Linked DNA regions of Xenopus laevis: region 1 is linked to region 2. The links are chromatin contacts, called in public Hi-C maps. All regions are on one chromosome and are shown on one strand. The core of a region is the stretch at or near the end of the contact, and the rest is flanking DNA. Distances in the headings are between cores, read along the strand shown.

Region 1 (4,416 bases), core at 1,351-3,850, 120 kb before region 2:
ATCTGCTCGTCCAACTCACGTCGTTTTTTATAAGTGTATCCTTTAAGGGTAGGACTACATGGACGTTTTCGCTACTATCCGACGTGCTGCGACAAGAATTAAGGTAAGAGATAGAAATGTCAGATGAAGTCGCAGCGTTGAGTCAGATCAACACTGCGACTTTATCCGACATTTCTATCTCTTACCTTTTTCTGTCGCATGCGACTTGTCACAGGCATTTTGTCGCAGCGCGTCAGATTGTGCCTAAAACATCAATGTAGTCCTACCCTTAAACAGACCGGAAGCACACACACTTAGCAACATGTGCAGCCAATTGTATCCCACCAGTGTCAGACTGGGACACCAGGGGCCCACCAAAAACCATTAGACCAGGGGACCACACTAAATATTATTTTCTTCTCTCCTCACTCAACCTCTATTCTCCTATTCTCTTTTCTTTACACACTATAACCTATCATTCCATCTATTTAGCCTCTTTATTCTAATAGAAATATGCAATAACCATGAAATAGGCAAAATGTTTAGAAGTAGGAGGGCCCACTGACACCTGGGCCCACCGGGAGTTTTCCTGGTATCCTGGTGGGCCAGTCCGACACTGTATCCCACATATACAAGTCAGTCTCTCCCATTTGACATCATAAATGTATTCAGTTTATCCCTGGCATTCTGTGCCGTGAATTCCAATTATTCTCAGTCAGACTGGAGCAAGTCATAGAACTTACCTTGTCCATTTTTGGTGCAATCGGTATCCTCAATGAGGTATATTTATATTTATCAAAGCCACTCTCCATTCATTTCTATGGGATTTTTAAAAGAGTATTTATCAATGGGTGAAAGTGAAAGTTCATCCTTTGATCACTATGCCTTACAAAATCCATTTAAAATGAATGGAGAGTTTCGGAATTTCACTCTCGCGTAGTGTGCCGATCGTTGTTTCAGATGCCATACTAATATTCTTAAGGTCATCGCAGTGGAGCGGTTCCTCATCACACAGGAACATAACAGTATGCCTTTAACTGTGTGTACTGGGTGCCTGCAACACAATCACTTATGCTGTCCAATTACGTTACGCTCATTCTTTTCTACTTTCTACAATCCATCCTTTTGTGCATTGAAATTCAAAAGTGAAACTATAAGTATAGCAGATGTATCTGTAAAGAACAGATTGTTGTCATTCTGTTCAGCCACACTATAGACTACTCCATAGAATGAAGACATCTACTATTACAGGTATGAGACCTGTTATCCAGAATGCCCAGGACCTGGGGTTTTCCAGATAAAAGATCTTCATACCTTAAATCTACTAGAAAATCATGTAAACATTAAATAAACCCAATAGGCTGGTTTTGCTTCCAATAATGATTAATTATATCTTAGTTTGGATCAAATTCAAGGTCCTGTTTTATTATTACAGAGAAAAAGGGAATCCTTTTAAAAATTTGGATTATTTGTATAAATGGAGTCTATGGGAGACGGTCTTTCAGTAATTCGGAGCTGGCTAGTTTTCGGTCCTATTGTTATTAAAATATCTAAATCAGCAAAGGTGTCACTGGTTGACACAGTGTTAAAGGGGTGGTTCACCTTTAAGTTTACTTTTAAAATGTTGTAGAATGGCCAGTTCTAAGCAACTTTTCAATTGATCTTCATTATTTACTTTTTATAGTTTTTTTTTTTGCCTTCTGACTTTTACAAGCTTTCAAATGGGGTCACTGACCCCATCTAACAACCAAATGCTCTGTAAGGCTACAAATGTATTTTTATTGCTGCTTTTTATTACACATCTTTCTATTTAGTTCCTCTCCTATTCATATACCAGTCTCTTATTCAAAGCAATGAGTGGGTAATCTGAACCCTAGCAACCAGATAGCTGAAATTGCAAACTGGAGAGCTGCTGAATAAAAAGTTAAATAACTCAATAACCACAAATAATACGAAGTGCAAACCAATTGCAAATTGTCTCAGAATATCACTCTCTACATCATACTTAAAGTTCATTTAATAGTGAACAACCCCTTTGCACAGCAGAAATGATTTCCCAAAAAACACTGCCACTGAATTGGCTCAGCATCAACTCCAACTCCCTCTTATTCCCTGACTGAGGAAATGCTTTGTGTTCAATGTAAAGAGCAGGGCAGTGTATTTGCCCCAGGCAGTTGGCAAGACTTTTCTTTTACAAAATGACCGTTTGATGCAAAGGCTGAATGTCTGTAATGGGACAAGCTGGCTGGGAAAGTGACTTAGTGTAATGTGCGGACAGTTAGACTGGTGCATTGTCTTTAAATCTGTCGGTGCCTAGTTACAATAATTAATATGCCCTGAATTGTTAATGTTCAATATGGTTTTGCTCAACCAGACGCTACATTTATCATAAGAACAATATATGACCCAAAGAAGGCATTTATAACTTGTATTATCCAACATTCTTCTGTATTCATTTCCTTAAAAAATTTCCCTGACGTGATCACGTAGCCGCGGTGTACATGGGATTCTGTTGGTATTGTGAAGTTATACAATAGCAGAGCAGCCGAGTAACACACGTAGAGCAGTATGAAATACTAGCCCAGTAACGGCCTTTTTGTCTCCACTCCGGGCTCGGAGTCAATAGAGGAGAGAACATGATCTGCCCGATACAATTTCAGCTATGTGTTATTAACCAGAAAAGGGCACGACTCAGACCTAGGTCAGTGGCTGTCTGGATGCAGGTACAGGTTGAAAAACAAAGTCTAATCCTTTAATAAATGGACATGAAAGCTATAAAAGGTGTGTTACCTGAATCCAGAAAATCCAGTATTTCCACTTTCGGTGACTGATAAGGTTAGTGCAAATGGTATAGCTTATAGGCACAGCTCATAAATGATTCTATTTGTTATCCCCACCCTCAGTTCATTAACATGAATATGTCAATAAAAAGCCAGCCCAGAAAATACGTTAGCTATAGTATAAAAGGTTACTAAGCCGCCATAGATGGGAGCTCTGCATAACTACATCATGTCTGTTACTGCAATAGTCTAAATTTAGGCAGATTTATCAAGGGTTGAATAGTAAATTCAAATTTTTGACTGTCACACATTCAAATTTTATCACACCTCGACCATGGAAACAGTCCTAATTTTCAAATATTTGCCACCTAAAACCTGTTGAGTTCATGTACAAGTCAATGGCTGAGGTCCGTTGAGCCATTTGGATCAATCAAATATAAGACATTCTAATTTTTTCTTAAAAAACAAATTCACATGAATTCGAAATTCGACCTTTAGGGTTCGTTCACACAAGGAGATTTGGGGAGGTTTTGTTGCCTGGCAACTAATCGCCTCTTCTGGGCGACAATCTTCCCGAACTGCCTTTGTGTGTTTTCCCATTCGCTATAATGGCTCACAAGGAAACTTCGGGCGACTTCGCAAAACAAAGCGCCGTGTGTGCTTAAGCACAGGCAACTTTTCATTATAGCGGATGGGAAGGCACGCAAAGACAGTTTGGGGAGATTGTCGCCCAGAAAAAGAGGCGATTTAGTAGCCAGGCGACTAAATCTCCCAGAATCTCCTCATGTGGACTAACCCTAAATAAAATGTGGCTCTTAATGTCTAAACCAGCTCCCTATCAAAACTGCTGTTTGCTCTTCTTGTGGGAAATAATTCAGATTCTTGTCTTTAAGAATGCGACTGTGGGGTCAAAGGTCTTGTGAGGTTCCAAAGTGTTTTGACCTAATGTCCTAAATATCTAATGTCCTAAATATCTGGTATAACACAGGTATCATGTCATTGGTTCATAATTCGCTAAGTCTCCGGTGTAAAAAACATCTTGTTTACACTGGCCATACATGCAAAGATCTGCTTGTTTGACAAGGTCACCAAACAAGCGTATCTCTCCTTGCATGCCAACCTTGAGGTGCGTGATATTGGGCTGACTTGATTGTGGGCCCTAGGGCCCAACGATCAGATCTCTTTTTTTTTTTCTTTTTTTTTTTAAGGCTAAAACCTTGAGTTGTTTATTATTGATGGAAATTCCCTTAATCAATTTAGACAAATCAATGAAACAAATTAATGGTTCTAGTGCAATATTAAATAAAAGGGGCGATAAAGGACAGCCTTGTCTCGTACCCTTAAATATTTCAAAGGGTGATGACTTAGCTCCCCCCAAGAATATTTGCGTTTTGGGACTTTTATAGAGGCATTCGATATATTGGTAAAATGGGCCCGTGATACCAAATTTTTGAAGGCACATAAATAGATGTTTCCATGTTATATTATCAAATGCCTTCTCAGCATCAATATTAAGAATAGAACTGGGAATTTTATGCTTTTTGGCAAAAAATAAAATATGGATCAAAGCCCTAATATTTTTAACTCCAGATCTGTTTTTAATAAAGCCATTTTGGGTTTGAGAGAGGACTACATCAGGGAGCTGATTTGGTCCTCA
Region 2 (4,307 bases), core at 1,783-4,282:
TTGATGACAAGGGGGAAATTGGGAGGGGTGTCGGTGAGCCGGTACTGTATGCGGGCATTGTCCCCGGAGTCGGCATCATTGGCCTGGATATGAACCACCGAGTAGCCAATGGGCACGTTCTCCAGCACGGTGGCCTGGAATGGGGTGCTGACAAAGATGGGCGCGTTGTCATTGACGTCCACGACCTGCACTGTGACCATGCCCGTGGTGTTGCTGAGGGGAGGCCGCCCCCCGTCCTGCGCTTTGATCCTCAGACTGTACTCCCGGATCGCCTCGTAGTCCAGCGGGTGGATGACATCGATGTTGCCGGTGAACGAGTGGATGTAGAACTGGCCCTTGATGTTGCCGCTGACGATGCTGTAATAGACGATGGCGTTGTTGCCCTTGTCCCGGTCGGTAGCTTGTACCTGCAGGATCTGGCTGTTGGGACTAATGTTCTCCGGCACCTGCACCACATAGCGCTTCTCGCTGAACTGCGGGTAGTTATCGTTCTCGTCCTCCACGTAGATATACACGGTGGCCGTGGCACTTTTGGGACCGGGGTCCTTGCCTTGGTCATTCGCCTCCACAATGAGCTGATAGTCCGTTATCGCCTCCCTGTCCACCAGTGCTCGGGTGCGGACAATGCCAGAGCGGGGATCTATCTCGAACACGGCAGATGCCCCCTCGGTGCCCCCCAGGAGCCGGTACAGCATGTTGGCGTTGGACAGCGCATCCCCGTCAGTGGCCCGGATAGTCATCACCTCGTAGCCCACCTCGATGTTCTCTCTGATGTTCTCCCGGTACTCGGACTGCTCGAACACCGGCACGTGGTCATTGGTGTCACTGACTGTCACGGTCAGGTAGGTGGTGGCGGATCTCCGGGGGGACCCGAAGTCAGTTGCCGTTACTTTGAGCACGTGGGTGTCCTTGGTCTCCCGGTCCAGTGGTTGGCTGGTGCTCACCGTGCCCGTCTCTGAATCGATCTCAAAGTAATCGTTGGAGCGGCTATCGAAGAGCGCCTCCATGAAGTACTCCAGCCGGCCCGCCTCCCCCGTGTCCGGATCCACTGCCCGCAGGGAAGTCACTCGGGTCCCCGCCGGCTCGTTCTCCGGCACCGACGCCTGGTAGTTATGGAGTTGGAACTGGGGGCTGCTATTAGTGCTCCTCTTTATTCTCCTGTGTCTGCCCCGAAGCTTCCTCCTCACCCGCACCAGCACCTGCTCCGGGGAGCCCCTACACATCATGGGCAAAGCTGCCCCCAAGTTCCCGCACACAGTCCGCTGCACAATGGAGGAATCAGACAGTGAACACCCGGTCCCCCCCAGTAGAGCGGCCACAAGTGCCTGAGTCCTATGCAGCAGTTCCGGGGGACACCGGGGGGCCATGTACTCCGCTCTGTACTCAATGTCCACATCGGGGAGACTCTTGTAGGGCCCCGCGCTCTCCCCCCGGCTCTCGGTGTGGCAGCCCGGCACATACACTCGCAGGCGGATGGATAGGACGGTCCGGTCCTTGCGGGAGGTGACACGGAGGGATGCGGGAAGCGGGAACACATGCGAGCAGTTCGCCCCGGGTATCAAGCTCAGCTCCCCCAGGTGGCTCAATGCAATGGCCGTTGAGTTGTTCTCCAGGAGGTAAGTCCAGTCCGCTCCCAAGGACAGGTTGGCTCCCCCGGGATAGAGGTGAACTGGTAGAGCCCCCGTGAGCTGAAGCAGCCCCAGCACAGTGATCCCCACACACAGCGCCCACATCTCCTCACAGCGGCCTGAGGGGCGGCATCAGGGCCACTCGCCCCAACTTGACTTCTTATCCCACGGGAAGTTTAAAAGTGATTTCAAAATGGCTCCAACCCCCTTGGCCAGCGCCGCTCCCCTCTCCTCCGCCTTCTCCTCCCCCTCGGTCCTGATTAGCATAAACCTGCTGCCTGTCTGTGCGCCCTGCCGGGGGCGGGTTCCTCGTTGTCCTTGCGCGGAGCCCTCTGTCTGCTGTCCCCGAACACTGGCAGTGGCACCTCGGGAACGCAAAGGGATGGCTACTCCACGGGCTGGGGTAGAACTTCCAGAGGAGCAGCAGCTACCGCGTCGTGTATGGACTCTTTAGGGGTCACTGGAACTTTCCCTCACACGTCCACCCTAAAGCTGCGCTACAGGTCTTTCCTGAATGGATTTGTGGGCTTCCCCCTCACTGGATGCGCTGCCACCTGTTCCTCCGCCTGGAGCATCGCTCTGAGCCTCCTCACCCCCGCCCCCTCCGCCGCGCAGCGTGTTCCGGCTGGTCTGACCCCGCACACTGGCAGCATCACTAGCGCACAGCGGCAGCTCTTTGTGAGTCCTAAACCCTCTGTATTACACCCCGACACAATGCCAAGCCATCGCCTCATTTCCTAGGAGCGTGCCCCCTGGGGCTGCTAGTGGCAAGTGCAAGGAGGGTGGCAGTCAGTAGCACCAAATTATTGACAGTTTATTACTCCGATTTTCGAATCAACAGCAACAGGAGTTTGTTTCAATACAAGTATTTCAAGAAAAAAACAATTTTTGTAAATCTAATGAATTATAAATTCTAACTTCGAAAAAGTCTCGAGAAATACTTGTAGAATGGATCTCCTGCCCCGGACTCAGGGGAAGGGCTGTTTTGTTCTCCCCATTTAAATGCATTGTTCATAACGTGGAGAGAAGCGTGCAACCCGTCACCATGGAAACGCCACTAGAGCGGCCTCCGAGAAGGGATGGTCAGACACACCCATGTGCTTGGTGGAAGGATTGTAATGGTACCTGGAAGGTCCTCTGATGCCACCTGCTGATTGTACGAGGCAATGACACTGCTAGTTGCAATGCGAAGCGAAGAAGTAATCCATCTGTGATTCCCCATAATGTTATATGATATCAGGGCCCTTTAATAGATTGGCATTTCTGATATCCCATCAGGATAGGATCACCACCATCAGACTATTGCCGGACAATTCTTTCACTGAAACATCCCACAATGGCAGACCCCTTATCTTAATCAACTGAAAAATAAACATTGCATCAAAATTTCTATTTTCTTTGTTAATCTATTGATTTTACATTTCCCCAAGGTTCTTGGTTTCGTTATTTATTGCCCTTGTCTTTATATTTATCTACACCTGCCTAAGGATAGTTATGTCACACATTTATTAGGGCTACCTTCTCTTCTCTCCTTACTTCTTTCTCCCTTTCTTTCCTACCTTTCACAGGGGCAGTTCCCCCATTGCATTGTTAAAATTAAAATGCAAAATAAAATCTCTACAAAAAAAATCTTAGGGCTCTGGGCACCCACCAAAGGGTTTGTCCTGGGCCCACAATTACCTTAAAGCCATCCTGGTTATAATGCACAATATCTTTATAATAACTTCTATAATATAATCTTATAAATGGTGTTTAGTAATGTCGTCAGTTATTATTGGTGCATGTCACTTGTACAACATAACCCATTGAACTCAGAAACTCCAAAATATAGTTCCCATTATTTGCAAATAGAGCTGTTCAACCAGATTATATTGTGAATAAAGTACACCCTCTAATAAAAATATAACGATATTACATATAAAAACATGAGGCTGTAGGTCATGGAATTCTGTGGTGACTTATAATATCCTTATATTTTGCAACAGGGGGTATTTTATTTATCTTAATACACAAGTTTCAGTGGGGCTCATTTATAAACTTTGTACAGGGCAGATCGCACAGTGAATATATTTGCCCTATGCATGGTTACATTTATAAAGCTGAATAAGTGTATGTAAACAGAATTGCAAATTTTATTTGCGCAATGAGTAAATAAGTATATGAATGTGTATAAGCCTTTTAAATATGTCAAGAATTGCAAATGGTGTTTGAATTACACTACAACTTTGGTGGCAGAGAAAATATACACAAAACAGTTTCGCAAGTTGTTAATTCAAGTTACTGTCAACGCTATTTTCGCACACAACAAAAAACGTTGAGACAAAATTGAGCGTCAATTCGTATGTACGATTGACACTCTAAAAACTGAATGTTTGTTGAATTGTCGCCGAAAAAAACTCTACTTATTTGGATGAAAATCCCAGCGCAGACCACAATGTCAAGAAGCAACTTCAGGGACATCTGCCATAGACTTCTACATGACCTTGATAGGTTTGAGATGGAGTATTTTGGGATTCGGATTTTTAGCAGCTTTGGGGTATAATAAATCTCTAAAAATTCGACATTTTTTTCCACAAAAAAATCGAGTTTTCCCCTTTAAAAACTTGACCAGATACATTCGAGGTTTAGTAAATGGGCATCTATTTATTAAAATTGTTAATTTAATTGTAATCTCCAGCA

The links. Hi-C and Micro-C count contacts between places; a contact is called where the count stands out from the background.
Region 1: a Hi-C map of the XL177 cell line shows a contact between it and region 2, with 3 times the contacts expected there. A contact is called at or near these places in 3 of 4 Hi-C or Micro-C datasets (the XL177 cell line, the XTC cell line and animal cap).

Annotation. Positions count from the first base shown.
Region 1 is chr3L:81,109,130-81,113,545 of Xenopus_laevis_v10.1, reverse strand. No RefSeq gene overlaps it. Among protein-coding and RNA genes, the nearest start is that of trmu.L, 25 kb to the left of the region's middle.
Region 2 is chr3L:80,992,487-80,996,793 of Xenopus_laevis_v10.1, reverse strand. It overlaps celsr1.L (cadherin EGF LAG seven-pass G-type receptor 1), which reads right to left and starts at 3,032. Exons shown (of 35, transcript XM_041586446.1): 1 at 1-3,032. The coding sequence starts at 1,733.